Linked DNA regions of Mus musculus: regions 1, 2, 4 and 5 are each linked to region 3. Evidence: chromatin contacts called from public Hi-C and promoter capture Hi-C data. All regions are on one chromosome and are shown on one strand. Each heading gives the region's core, a stretch centred on a gene start, on an enhancer-like site or on the middle of the called end of the contact. The rest is flanking DNA. Distances are from core to core; before and after follow the strand shown. Region 1 has its middle 7.0 kb from the start of Gm40654. Region 2 holds the start of Tasor2 (transcription activation suppressor family member 2). Region 3 holds the start of Pfkp (phosphofructokinase, platelet). Region 4 holds the start of Zmynd11 (zinc finger, MYND domain containing 11). Region 5 holds the start of Asb13 (ankyrin repeat and SOCS box-containing 13).

What was found. Promoter capture Hi-C pulls out the DNA fragments that hold promoters and counts their contacts. A called contact is a pair of places that touch in the nucleus more often than the background predicts.
Region 1: a Hi-C map of B cells shows a contact between it and region 3, with 11 read pairs. The contact joins the enhancer-like site here to the promoter of Pfkp in region 3. A contact is called at or near these places in 1 of 39 promoter capture datasets (pre-B cells) and 5 of 484 Hi-C or Micro-C datasets (B cells, CD4 T cells, CD8 T cells and 2 more).
Region 2: a contact with region 3 is called in a Hi-C map of CD4 T cells, with 4 times the contacts expected there. The contact joins the promoter of Tasor2 here to the promoter of Pfkp in region 3. A contact is called at or near these places in 2 of 484 Hi-C or Micro-C datasets (CD4 T cells and embryonic stem cells).
Region 4: a Hi-C map of B cells shows a contact between it and region 3, with 5 read pairs. The contact joins the promoter of Zmynd11 here to the promoter of Pfkp in region 3. A contact is called at or near these places in 4 of 39 promoter capture datasets (the HPC-7 cell line, cranial neural crest, pre-B cells and 1 more) and 3 of 484 Hi-C or Micro-C datasets (B cells, CD4 T cells and embryonic stem cells).
Region 5: a contact with region 3 is called in a promoter capture Hi-C map of pre-B cells. The contact joins the promoter of Asb13 here to the promoter of Pfkp in region 3. A contact is called at or near these places in 4 of 39 promoter capture datasets (the 3T3-L1 cell line, the C10 cell line, hippocampal neurons and 1 more), 2 of 484 Hi-C or Micro-C datasets (CD4 T cells and embryonic stem cells) and 1 of 9 other capture datasets (liver).

Annotation. Positions count from the first base shown.
Region 1 is chr13:3,525,191-3,527,890 of GRCm38.p6, reverse strand. No RefSeq gene overlaps it. Among named protein-coding and RNA genes, the nearest start is that of Gm40654, 7.0 kb to the right of the region's middle. Within about 2 kb of position 1,355, at least 122 of the 459 cell types and tissues checked have an H3K27ac peak or open chromatin away from gene starts, as enhancers often do. A contact at or near this core is called in B cells, CD8 T cells, pre-B cells and 1 more, where this site is marked.
Region 2 is chr13:3,609,752-3,612,451 of GRCm38.p6, reverse strand. Tasor2 (transcription activation suppressor family member 2) reads left to right here and starts at 1,344. Exons shown (of 20, transcript NM_134063.3): 1 at 1,344-1,662.
Region 3 is chr13:6,647,510-6,650,209 of GRCm38.p6, reverse strand. Pfkp (phosphofructokinase, platelet) reads left to right here and starts at 1,439. Exons shown (of 22, transcript NM_019703.4): 1 at 1,439-1,639. The coding sequence starts at 1,531.
Region 4 is chr13:9,764,013-9,766,712 of GRCm38.p6, reverse strand. It overlaps Zmynd11 (zinc finger, MYND domain containing 11), which reads left to right and starts at 1,392. Exons shown (of 15, transcript NM_001199141.2): 1 at 1,392-1,658.
Region 5 is chr13:3,632,728-3,635,427 of GRCm38.p6, reverse strand. Asb13 (ankyrin repeat and SOCS box-containing 13) reads right to left here and starts at 1,396. Exons shown (of 6, transcript NM_178283.4): 1 at 1,253-1,396. The coding sequence starts at 1,295.

The DNA.
Region 1 (2,700 bases), core at 106-2,605, 3.1 Mb after region 3:
ATAGCATTCTTGGAAAGCTCCAGGTGGGTGAGAGACCCTTTCTCATACAAGGTGAATGCACATATATACACATAAATATGTTTAAATAAATAAATAAAGCTACATATAACCTTAAGTTGATAAGACATGTTGAAGGCCAAATAAATTATTATAAGAAAAAAATTAAGTGCAAAATTATGGGATATTAAACCTAATTATCTAATAGAGAACATCACTGACTTTTTTTTTTTTTTCTAAAACAGCTGTTGTCTTAAGAAGGTACACTGAACAGCTTTTGGGATAGCCACCCTCTAGTTGTACAGGACCTACATGAAGACTAGGTGGCACATCTGCTGTATATGTGCAGAGAGGCCTAGGTAGGTCCAGCCTGTGTATGCTCTTTGGTTGGTGGTTCAGTCTCTGAAAGCCTAGCTGGGCTGCCTTGACCTCAGTGGGAGAGGATGAGCCTAGTCTCACAAAGACTTGATGTGTCAGAGTGGGGAGATAACTGGGGGTGGGGGGAAGTGTTCAGGAGAGAAGGGGAGGGGTGACTGGGAGGTGTGGAATGAGTGGGATGTAGAGTGGAACATTAATTAATTAATTAAAATAAAATAAAATAAAAAACAAAAAAGGTGCCATCAAGCCAAGCAGTGGTGGCACACACCTTTAATTCCAGCATTCATGAGGCAGAGGCAGGGGATCTCTGGGAGTTTGAGGCCAACCTACCTGATCAACAGAGTGAGTTCCAGGATGGCCAGGGCTAAATAGACGCTATCTCAAAAAAGAAAAAAAAAAAAAGAAAGAAAGAAAAGAGACGGAAAAGGAAAAAGAAAAAAGAAAAGAAAGAAAAAAAGAAAAGAAAGAAAAAAGAAAAGAAAGAAAAAAGAAAAAATTTACCAATTACCGGGTTTTAAGGCATCAGAGTCATGACACATACTTTTGAACTGACATGAGAAGGCCATTTTTAAGTGAACAGTAGTAATTAGTTTGCCACCACCCTTTGAATATTAAAGAGGCTTTTATGTGTATAGCTGAATTATACCATGTTGCTTTGACTGAACAGTATTTCATCAAAGGGACAGTCATCAAGAAACATAAAGGCCTTGGGACACAAACACTGACATTAAGGCCAGCAAGGGCCCTTTGCGCGGAAGTTTCACATTGTTCTCAGTATGGGCCCAGTAGCCCCGCAGAAAAGAAGCAAAATCAAACACCTAAACTGAACAAACCTTTCCAGACTGAGCCTGACCACAAACAACTCCGCCCATTTTCAGTTCTTACATTCCTACCTAAGCCCGTCAATAAACAACTAGGTAAGCAACAAAAGCTATCCATGGCGAAGCAACTTTAAAGCCACTGATTGGTTCAGTGGTTTGCAAGGCTACAGATGTTCTTAGTTCCTGCTGCTGTGAAACCAGACAAAGGGGAAGTAGGTAGGCGGTAAATACATCAATCCTACGCATGTTTTGAGTCTTGACAGGCGGCAGCAAATCGGAGTCTTCCTCATAGCTGAGCACTTGAGAGGAACTGTTGGCTGATCTGTTTTTACTAGCCATTCTCACCTTACAAAGGAAGAAACTGAATTTAAGGAAAGAACATGAGTGAGCGCTAGTCCAGGTCAGCCTCCCCACTCCCGGGCCACTGTAAAAGTTTCTATTGGGCTTTCCCAACAGTCTTCCCTCTATATTCTAAATCCATTGTCTTCCAAAAAATGAGTCTGATCATTTCCATACATCTGCATATATTTTATATTGGGGGGAAAAAAAGACAAGGCCCATAATACACAGGGCATTGCTTCTTCTAACCTCGGCAGGCTCATCAATCTGTCTTGTACTGTCTTTGCTTCTTGATGAGTACAGTCCAAACACATTAGTTTTTCAGGGCCTAGAATCTTGCTTTTAACCACCTAAGACATTTGTACTCCTTTGGGTTCTGTAATTACCAACTTCCACTTCCTCACTGAGCATTTTCACACAGCTAGCTCTTCCTACTTCTCCTCAAGCAACATTCTGTCAGTGTTCTGCCCATTTGCTTTCCATTACTTTATTAAACAGTAAATGATTTTTTTTCTCACTTGTTCTCCGCCTGCCAACTAGAATGTCAGAGTCCACGGAGGCAGGGATATCAGTCTGGTCTACAGTTAGGCTTCCAACACTCTGAAAAGTGCTGAGTACATGGGAGGTGAATCAACGGGAGACTTGGGCAAACAGCCAGGATCAGATAGGATTAAATTCGATGGGAAAGGGGGTGGGGGTATAGTTCAATGGTAAAGTGCTTACCTGTCATTCACTGTGCCCTGCATTCAGTTCAATTGCTAGTACTGAAGAAACGAAGGAAGGGAGGGAGGGAGGAAAGAAGGACAAAAGAAAGGGAAAAGGGAAGAAACAGATGGAGGCCAGGCATGGTGGTAACCACCTCTAATGCCAGCCTTCAGGAGGCAAAGGACAATGGATCTCTCTCCTTTGGAGGTCAGCCAAGACTATCTATAGTGAGATTCTGTCTTAGAAACAAAAGAAAAGACAAGGATCTAGTACCAGCTCTTCTGGAGGTTTTGAAAAGTGGGGTTTGGTTTTTTGTTTTGTTTCCTAAACAAGGATTCTAAAATTACCATTTCACACGATCATGGAGATAGGGATTTATAAAGTACACATCTACTTAAAACCTTGCACTGAGGCCGGGTGGTGGTGGCGCATGCCTTTAATCCCAGCTCTTTTTTTTTTT
Region 2 (2,700 bases), core at 95-2,594, 3.0 Mb after region 3:
GATATCCCAAAAGTCCCCCATACCCACCCCTATTATTATTTTTTAAAAGATTTATTTATTATATGTAAGTACACTGTAGCTATCTTCAGACACCCCAAAAGAGGGCATCAGATCTCATTACAGATGGTTGTCATCATGTGGTTGCTGGGATTTGAACTTATGACCTTCGGAAGAGCAGTCGTGCTCTTAACCACTGAGCCATCTCTCTAGCCCTTATTATTATTATTATTATTATATGTTTTAAGTACACTGTAGCTGTCTTCAGATGCACCAGAAGAGGACATCAGATCTCATTACAGATGGTTGTGAGCCACCATGTGGTTGCTGGGTTTGAACTCAGGACCTTCAGAAGAACAGTCGGTGCTTTTAACTGCTGAGCCATCTCTCCAATCCCAGTTTTTAATATGGAACTAGCCACAAGTATACTCGCCCACTGAATGACTAAATCTCATCGTAACAAAATTTCAACCGTGGCACAAGGTCCTTGGTACTGCTTAATTTCTCTCAGCGGTTCTTATCTATAGAAAGGATAGACTTGAATTGTTACTTATAGTCACCTCAACACTCATATAAATAATAAATTTCAAGTTCGTCTGGAGAACTCCCACAATGAACTTAAGTTTTGTATGGATTTAACATTCCGCAAAATCAAACAGCAGTGAGATGTGGCACTTGGGTTAGATCAACCAGCATCACCAGAGTCACTGAAGATGACCTTCAGTTTATAGCTAGTTAACTGTCTTTACTCCTGCCAGCTAGGACTATACTCAGGTTTTCGGACGAAGTGTAGCCCTGAGCATTTACACCTTCCTTACACCAAGGGGCTTTTAAAGGCAAAACTACATCCTGGATCGCACTCAGGAGCTGCAGGAGGAGGTGTAGACCAGCAAGCAGTTTGACAGAAAGTAAGTTAGCTGTGACATCTTCGCTTCCAGTCAAGAACATCTGGGTAATTTTTCATCAAGAAAATCATTTTTAGTTAAACCTAAAATGGCCTCAGCAAGGAGACAAGATGGAAGCGTCTCTGTACTATCTTGCCCTGTCCCATTACAGCACCTGGTACAGAAAAAGCCAGAAAAGCGGCCATGAGTAACCCACAATACACTAGAAGAGGTTCCGACTGAGGAGCCTCATTTCCTGTGCACGCCTTCTAGATCCCGCCGCCTACATCTCGCGAGAAGCCAAGGAAGGCTGGGTCGTCCAATCCGGAGCTAGCTTTGCCCTCCCCCCCCTGCGCCTGCGCCTACTGGAAAAGCAGGAGCAACGTGGATGCTGGCGGCGGTCGCGCCTGCGCGTCGCTGTGCTCCTTGTGATTGGCCTTGGCGAGGCGAGCACGGCGCTTTAGTTTTCACTTTCTGTCTTCGGAGCCTGCTCTCTTTCTCCGTGCGCACGAGGTTTCACTTCCGGTCGCTGGTTCCCCGGGGGCTGGAGAGCGGACGCCTTCCCCGCGCCTGGCTTGTTTCGGAAGCGGCTTCTCGCTTGTGAGGCTGAGTGAGGGGACCGGGGCTAGCGCGCGCCCGGGACACCCGGGCTCGTGAGGCGAGGTCGGGAGACGCGGCGGAGCGAGGGGTCAGGAGGAGAAAGGGACGGGCTGGAAAAGCATGAGGAGGACACCGAGTGGTGAGCTCGTCTCTTCAGGGAAGGCGGCCGCGCCGGCGACAGGTAACGCTCCTTCCCTCAGGTGTTGGGGCGTCCGGGGCGAGGACCCCCGTGGGGAAGCAAGAGCGTGGCTGGCTCGCGGGGCGCGTACTGGTGGGCGGGCAGGGCGGCGCGGGGGGCCACTGGGCAGACGCCTCGGTCGCCCGGGATGCGGGACCCTCCCAACCCCCGCTCCTCCGCTCAGCTCCGCCTTGCAGAAGCTAAGGTTAGACGGGGTTTCCACCGAGCCCGTGGCGGTCGTCCGGATGGGTGTCTGCGTTCCGAGGCGGAAAGCCCGGCGCGGTTTGTTTTGTGACACCGGTCACAGAGCAGCTCCATCCCCCCAAGGGATGGATGGGATCCTTCTGCACTGAAGTTTTCCCTTGCCTGGGGTTGGCCTAGCTCATCCCCCTGAGGGGTTTTGGGGAAACCCTCAGGTCGGAGTTCGGGGTTCTGTAGAATCTATGGCAACGCACGGCATGGTTTAACTTCTTTATTACGTATAAGTGGGCCTGCCCATATGGAAGACAGCAGCCGACGGCTGCAGCAGCGGTGAAGGGATCTGCCAGTACGCTGGCCCCGAGGTTGGTTAGAGGGGAGCACCAACCGGCACTTGGTAGGAAACCGTGGCTTAACTTTCAAAACTGGAGCTATTTCGGAAGATCTCGAGTCTCCCTTAATCTCCGTTTACCAGTTTGACGCGCCTCTTGTTAAGCTCCTCCCCCCTGTATTCTTTCTGAAGGGAAACTTAGAACTGGGAAGCGAATGAAAGTCTTTCCTAAATCTCTATAATAAACAACCTGAGGACTCAACAGTGTTTCCCCTTAGAAGAGCAAAAGGAAGGCGGGGTGAATATGTCATAGTATAGAATCTGAGATTGTTGGAAATCCTACCGAAGAGGTTTAGGACAAAGCACATATACCTGATAGTGTAAGCGAATACCTCCCGTATTGGGAAATTGTTTGGTAAAGGGTAGCTCCAGTGTTACCAGTGTATATCAATACCTAGCGAGCCCAAGTTAGAAAAAAAAAAAACACGAATATTTGTCAATAATTAGTTTTA
Region 3 (2,700 bases), core at 190-2,689:
TACTCTTCTCTTCCCTTTTAGAATGATGCTCAGGGAAAATCCATTATCAAGCTATTAGATCAGATGTTCTCCAGTTTAGTGCTCATCATAAAAATCTAGAGAACCTGTTAAAAATATATATATTTCCTGGCTGTTTTCCCAGAAGTTGGAAGGTGGGGGTTGGGAGGGACCTGAAGGCAGCCAACTTCTGTTGATCATGGGAGTTCAGGAATTGCTCAACTGATTCAAGAAGGCAGAGATCAGATCTCATGCATCCTTGTCTACAGTAGATTGGATCTCCCCCCCCCCCCTAAATGTTTGAAGCTTAAAGGGTAAGTTGGAAGATACAAGTCTGTGCGCCTCCATCTTTTTTCTAGGGTTGTCCTAATAGTAGTAAGACTGTATTGTCTTTGCCTAGGTTGTTACTTTGTTTCCTATATTTCTATGTATTCAACACGTATAATTTGCACAGGAAGGAGGCTCAGTGCTGCCACCCCTTCTGTGAGCTATCCAGTTTGCTTGCTTTTGAGGTCTTATTCTTGGGATGACTGCTGAAGGGGTCTGCGTGCTTTTAGAGATTAAGCTCCAGGACAACTCAGGGATCCCCAGGAGGTGCATCTTCAAAATAAACAAAATCAACCACAGATTGGATACTTTTATTTTATTTTATTTTATTTTATTTTATTTTATTGTTGTTTCTAATAGAACCTTCCGGGTTCTGACTAACAAATCAAGAGCAGGGCTTCCATTAGGTGGAGACTGGAATCTACCAAGCCTTTTTTGTTCCGATTTCTTTTGGATTATCCAGAACTCAGGCCTGCTTCCTGAGGGTGTGTCTACGAATGGCTTTCCCCGACATTCTACTTCCAATCCTTTCTCTACAGTCAGTGACACAACTTGATCTACTCACACATCTTTCCTCAATTTCGAAGGAGAAGTGAAACCTGGAGGATCCTATGGATCCTGGACATTGAACAGAAATGCTGAAGCGCCCTACTGTTCTGACTGTCAGGCCAGGAAAGAGCCCTGCCGGAAGTGAGGCGCGTGCCTCTGCTCTACTGCACAGACCTCTGGGCTCCCTCAACCGCCACCCTAACAGCTAGAGCAGGTGGGGTAATGGGCGCCCCACGAGCCTCTGCGCCCACGTGGTGGGCTGACAGGCTCCGCGCCCACTTGTGGGATCATCCCTGCAGCTGCGCTGCCATTCACTTATGCCACTTATGGGTTTCCTACCCGGCTATAATCCCTCCATCCCCCGCTTGAGAAGGCACCCCAACCCGACTCCACCTCTCAGGGACCACAGCGATGCATCCCTAACAGAACGCGTGTCCATACTATCCTGTCCACCCCTGCAGAGTGCTGGAGTCTTTGACACAACAGGCCCCGCCCTTGCGTGAGTCCCGCCCATCGCCACAGCCCATTGGCGCTCGGGCGGGGCGTGGGCGGCTCCTGCGGGTGCAGGCGGGGCAGCGGTTCCAAGGCTGGCGCGCGTGGGCCAGGGCTTCAGTGCTTGCTGAGTACGGGAGTGTCTGGCGTCTCTACCTCCTCATCATGAGTGACTTGGATTCTTCGAGCTCCAGCGCCTATCCGAAGTACCTGGAGCACCTCTCTGGGGATGGCAAAGCTATCGGTGTCCTGACCAGCGGCGGGGATGCCCAAGGTGCGTGCCTACCAGCTCTCTCGCTGGTCTCCAAGGGCCGGGCAGGGGGCGAGGGCGGCTGGAGAGGGCTGCAGAGGAGGGTAATCGGGTTGGGAACAGAGGGAGAGCTGGGGAGAAACGTTGGGTGACCTGGATCTGGGAGAAAGGATGAGGAAAGGGCTTGGTGAAAATTACCTATGAGAGCCGAGGAGAACCGGTGGCTCAGGAGTAGGGAAAACCCTAATCTAGGAACAACTAGGGTGCCTGAGGAGCGACCATAGAGTTCCATTACGTGGTGAGGGGCAGAAGATAAAGGATATTTGTGTAGGATTCTTCATTCCCAAGATGAACCAGTTTTCCATCCCCAAATTTATTAATTGAGCTAGCCAATGGGGTCGTCTACTGTCTGGGTCATATGAGCCAGGCGTTCTTTCCTGGAATTAGGTACAGGGCGACGATAAGGATGCCACAGCACCGCCCCACCCTAATCCCTGGGACTCGTAGGAAAAACAGCGGGGTACCCACAGCGCCTCCATCCCAGTCCTGCCTCCCAAGCGGTGCTAGCAGCCTTCTCTGCTGCTGCATTGCGGGATGCGCAGCTGGGGGGGGGGGGGCGTGCAGGGGTCTCTCAGGGTGTGGCATTGACTGCCAGGCAATGTCTCTTCCTGCTTGTGACAAAAGTGAAAACTAAAATGGGTCACTAGGCCCTCCGGGGCCAGCCTCCCCAGGACGGGAAAGACCAGGAAGCAGGGACTCCGGGACGTCATCAGCCCTCACTTACCAGCTCCGGGCTTCCCTTTTCTCCCAATGACGGGATTGATTTCAGAGCTGAAGGGACTCGATTTCTGTACGCTTGGATTTGATAAACTGAGAATACTTAAAATGTAAGAGCAATGGGGTGACTGTACCGTGCCCCAGCCTCTAATCCTGGGTACACGTGGGGGCGCTGGGGTTCCCAAACAGTGGGCTTTCCGAGTTCATGCTAATTTCTTGATGAGGACACGCGCTAGAAGCAAGACCTACATTTTCATAGAGTATGTGCCCTCCAAGTCTTGAGGTCTGTGCCGGCTGCAGACAGTTCC
Region 4 (2,700 bases), core at 143-2,642, 3.1 Mb before region 3:
CTCAGACCCCTCAACCTTTTGCCTTCTTTCACAACCCAGTACATAAATCCAGAGTATGTCACAGGTTGCACAGAAACAACTACATTACTTTGGTCTTCCAAACCTCCGTCCAACCTCCAGCCACTGGCCTTCTGACCCACCCTCATATACTCACCCAGTTGACAGACAAATGCAGTTAATAAAGCTGTTGGGCTGGGAAACTATAGCAAAGAAATAGGAAATCTTATAGATAGGCTATCTAAGAGAGTTATATGTAAAAATAGAAGCTATTTCTATTCTGTATAACTGGGGGGAGTCACTTTGTTTTCCTAAACTGTATTTCTCTCTCCCTCTCTCCCTCCCCCCTTCTCTCTCTCTCTCTCTCTCTCTCTCTGTGAGTGTGTGTGTCCCTCCCTCTTTCCCTCCCCCCCACACAGAAAAATTTTCATACTTGAGTAGCTTCTGCAAACTACATAGAAATATAGAAGTAGGCATTCCTCTACAGCTGAAAGAAGACCTTTTTTTAAAAAAGAGGTGATTCACTTAAAGAAGTGATTTCCAGTCCAGCAGTCCAATCCAATACGGCATGATTTCCCCTGGCATCCTTTAGTCCACCCATCTAGTTTAAGGGCGACTTCTGAAATAAACTGGTTCTTTCATTCCATCACACAGGTGGGTCCTGGGGCTTGAACTCAGACTTTCAGGCTTGGTGGTGAGTGGCTTTATTTGCTGAGCAATCTTGCTGTCCAGCCATGCCATATTTTATTATTTAAATGAATTATAAATACTTCATGATCTTAGAAGTGGGGGCGGGGGGAAGCCAGAAACAAACATCAAAAGAGCAAACACTTCTCTCTGCGATGCTGGTATCAGTGGCAGAACTGTTAACAGTTTGAAAGACCGTTTGACTGGTGTACTTCAAAAAGCCAACTCAATGCTACTCTAAGTAAGTTCTAACTTAGAGATCAGCACTGTAAACAGATGGATAATTTGTATAAGAACCCTAGATTTCTAGGGGCGTCGCCAGTGATTTTTCAGGTACATCTATCCAATGAGAATAGGGACAGGCAATCTTAGCTAATGGGTTTCCCCTTTTAAACTCCTAGCAGGCAAAGGTTGTTAGGACAACGTATGACATCTGTATATGCTTTGACTTTTCCCCCAAGACTTTTAAAGCCATATAGCTTAAGGGCTCTCCTCTGATTAGATCTAGAATTGCTCACTAGAAAAGATAACCTACTCCTCACAGCAATTTGTAATGTTCTAACCAGAGTGATAATGGGTGGTCCATTCTTTCTAAACGTCCCACTTGTGCATATTTGAGACGGGGAACTCGGGTGTCTTTGCAACTTTTTTTTTTTTTTTGAGCACAGGATTGGAAAGCGAGGGATACCGTCTTACCCACTCGGGTCAGTAGTACACGGGCGAGTGCTTGTCCAACACGGAGCCATTAGGAGCCAAGCAAAGTGCCGAGCGGGTCCACACCGCAAGCTGCAACGCAGCCCACCGGGCTTGGCCGGATCCTAACAATGCTACCCTCGTGTCTCGGTGCTCGCCTCCAGCGCGCCTGCACGTACGTAGCTCGCACGTGTGTGTTGACATGGAGTTCGTGTGTGGACCCCCTTAGAATATGCTGAAACCGATTTCTCAGCGAGGCGCCGGAGACAGGTCGAGGGAAGGTAGGAGCGGGTGCGGCGGGCTCCCCCGGCCTCGGGGCGGGGAGACAGCGCGGGCCGCGCAAGTCCCGCGCCGGCCGCTAGAGCCCCCCGTGCGCAGCTCGGCCCAGGCCCCGCGCTCGCCCGGCCCGGCCCCGCGCTCGCCCGGCCCGGCCCCGCGCGGGGAAACACTCAAGCGCACACAATGAACTCCGAGGAGGCCGCGAGCCGGGCCGGCCGCCGCGCCCGCACCGTGTGAACCGCCTCTTGGTTGGGGGATGCCAACTTTGCCCCCCAGGCGTCCTCTGCAGCCCCGCAGGCCCCGCGCCGCCGTCGGGCTGAGGAGACGCGGTGAGTGAGCGAGCGAACGAACGAGCGAGCGAGAGCGCGCGGCGGGCCAGGCCTCCAGCCGGCGCGCGACGCCCCGGCCGCCTCGCCCGGTTTCGCCCCGGCGCGCGCCGAGGCATTTTTTTTTTTTTTTTTCTGTGGTGGAAGCCGCCGCCAACATGGCGCCCCTCGAGCCCCGAGCCCTCCGCGCTGAGCCAGCGGGGGGAGCCGGGGAGGAGGGAGGAGATGGCGGGGAGGAGGAGGCGGCGGCCTGCGTCCCCCCCGCCCCCCGCGCCCGTCGCCGGCTGAGGCCCGAGAGGCGCCGGGCGGCGGGAAGGAGGCGGCTCCGGAGGGAGGGCCGGGCGCGGCGGCGGCAGCGGCGGCGGCGACGGAGCGCAGCATAATGGTGGGGAAAGCTCGGCGGCGGCGGGGCGGCTGGGCGGCGGGGAGGGCGGAGGCATCCGCGGCGGCGGCAGCGCGGCCTGAGCTGTGGTGGCTGCCGGGGCCCCGGGCTCCCGGGCGGGCGGGCGGCGGCTGCCGGTGGCGTCAGGCACGGCCCCAGGCCGGTGAGGCCTGAGGGGTGGGCGCGTTTCCTCTGTCCAGCACCTTGTACCTCCGGCTGACGTGAGGAGCAGGCCCGCGGGAAGGCCGCGGAGAGCCGCGCGCGGCCTGCTGGCTCCGGGAAGCCGCGGAGTCTTGTGAGCTCCTCCCGCCCGGTCCCCGCGCCTCCCGCTTGGCC
Region 5 (2,700 bases), core at 147-2,646, 3.0 Mb after region 3:
TCTGAGGGTTAGGATTACAGGTAAGAGCCCTCATGCCAGGCTCTGATGCCAGACTAACCCCTATCTGAACAAAAAAATGTATGCTTAGTAGGCTTCTGTGGTTAGCCATCCACTGCCTAGTCACACGAATCAAATAGTGACCACGCTATCAGGGTCAAAGTCTTGTGCCAGCCAAGGGTGCCAAGAAAAACAGGTGCTTATTAAAGAGGCTTTGATTGTTCTGAAGGAGTTTGTTTTGAAGAAATCAATTAAAAGATCTATCTACCTTGTTATGATTGTAATTACAATCATAATAAATTGCAGCTAAATTAACTCGATTTTCTTTACATTACTTTTTTTTTTTGGTTTTTGAGACAGAGTTTCTCTGGGTAGCCCTGGCTGTCCTGGAACACACTTTGTAGACCAGGCTGTCCTCGAACTCAGAAATCCTCCTGCCTCTGCCTCCCATGTGCTGGGATTAAAGGCGTGCGCCATCATGCCCGGCTTACATTACTTTTTTTTTAACTCACATAAAGGAACATTTTGGCTTTCTTTCTTCTATTTATTTTCAAGCTATTGAAGCACAATGTCATTGTCCTTTCTATTTACCATATTATTATTTTGTAAACAAGAAAAAAAATGTACTTCTCCAAAGAATGCTCCTTTGCCTTCAAATTCATTTTATGGATTAAAACAGCCCAAAGGTACAGAGGACACTTCTTCAGCACCAGGTATGTCCCAGTGTTGGGCCATGACCTCATTCTGGAGCAGACTCCCTGGTTGCAGCTGCTGCAACCTACAGGGTATGTGTAGGATGCTTTAAGCCCCGCAAGCAATTCACTGCACCAAACGTGGTGCAGTGACCGCAGTAGGCTCCGGATGAGGCTGCCAACCAGTGTACACTTTCCAGACTCTGCGGGTGAATTGGGCAACGACCCCGCATGCTCCCCAAAGTGTGCGGTGCTCTGGTAGACTGGCGGTTCTGAATCCCATACCTGGTGCATCACAGAGAAGACCAGCTGCACAGTGCACCGGCTAGAAACAGGGCGACAGACATTAAACGTCGGTCTGAGATGACCAGGATCGTCCGGGCCCTACTCGAATCACTACACCCCACCCCAACGCCTCTGACCACCAACTTGGAACGGCGCGCGATGCCCATCTCTGGGACAAAGGCCACCCATGAGCTTGCTCTGTCCCCAAGTGCTGATCTCCTGGTCCTGACTCCAGCCCCGGTGTGGTGTCCTTGGCGGTTGCGGCGCGAAACACGTACCCACATCTCCCAGGAAGCAGCCGTCCCCGGCGCGCGGCTCCATGCTGCTCGCCCGCTGGGCTCCCCTGTCTACCGGCCTTGTGACTCAGAGCTCTGGGACCTGAGCCGGGACCTAAACCGAGACCTACCCCGGAGCGCAGGCCGCTGGGCGGGGCCTGATTGCTACCATGGCCACCGCTGGGAGTTGTAGTTTCTGTATCCGCCGCGTGCCACCTGAGCGTCCCCACTCCGCTGTCACTGCTGAAGGGTGACATGCAAATCAGAAGAGTGCAAAATATGTGTCCGTGTTGACACCAGTGAATATACGTCCATTAACAACTCCTGTGTTTGGCAGAAAAGCTTAAATCCCGGTGTCCTAGCTAAAAGATACGTTCGTATGCAAAATGTTTAGCTCCTCAAACGCGTGCCCATGTGCAAAAAGTGTTTAGCTGCCAAAACTGGCCTTCTGTGGTTTACACTGATCCCGCTGAGCAAAGTATTCAGTCTCTTCATGCCTGAAACTTTGAAGAAAACGTTTTCACTGAAGATGGTGATCAAAATGCCTAACTTCTTTCTTTCTTTCCTCTCTCTCTCTCTCTCTCTCTCTCTCTCTCTCTCTCTCCCTCCCTTCCTCTCTCCCTCCCTCTCTTTCTTTCTTTCAAAATAAATCTTAACTTTCAAATAGCTGGTATTCATTGAAGAAAACCACGTTTCTTGGTGAATGGTTTTAATCAGGTGTTTCACTAACCAGTTTAGCAGAAGGAGTTGGAGCTCTATGAGCAACCTAGCAGAAAGGAGAAACCAGTCTTCCCAGGGGGTTCCAGGTCAACCAAAAACGTGAGATACTTGGGAGACACTCTCATCTTGACCAGTACAGAGGCTCACGGAGGAAATACAACGTGACTTGAACATGATAACATCAGAATCACTGGAAATAGCACTAGAAGTCATCCTTTGAGGTAAGGATGCTTGGATGGCCGGAAACTTCATCTGCACCTTGGACCACAGGTTTAGGAGACCTTGAATGGTATCTGTTGGGAACCCGAACTTCTGGAATAAACCTTGGAATAAAATTCCAAATCTTTTAGTAAAAGGATCTGTATCTATTTGGCCATTTGTTTATCAAATTTTGGCTCTTGTGGTTTTGTTTTTGTTTGTTTTGTTTTGCAGGGGCATTTGTTTTGGTTTTGCTTTGTTTGATGTATATGTGAGTGTATGTGACTACATGTGTGTTTGCAGGTCAGAGGATACAGTCCGTGTTAGTCCTTGAGGACCTTCTGATTTGTTTGAGACGGGGTCTCCTATTCACCGCTGCACCTGGCAGGCCTGTGGGCTCTCAGAGAGCCGTCCACTTCCTCCTCCCATCACGGTGCAAGACTGCTGGAATTATGAATGACAGCTTACATTGCCCAGTTTTTCTTGAGCTCTGAGAATCCAAGCTCTGGTCCTGTCAGATGGCTCAGCAAGCC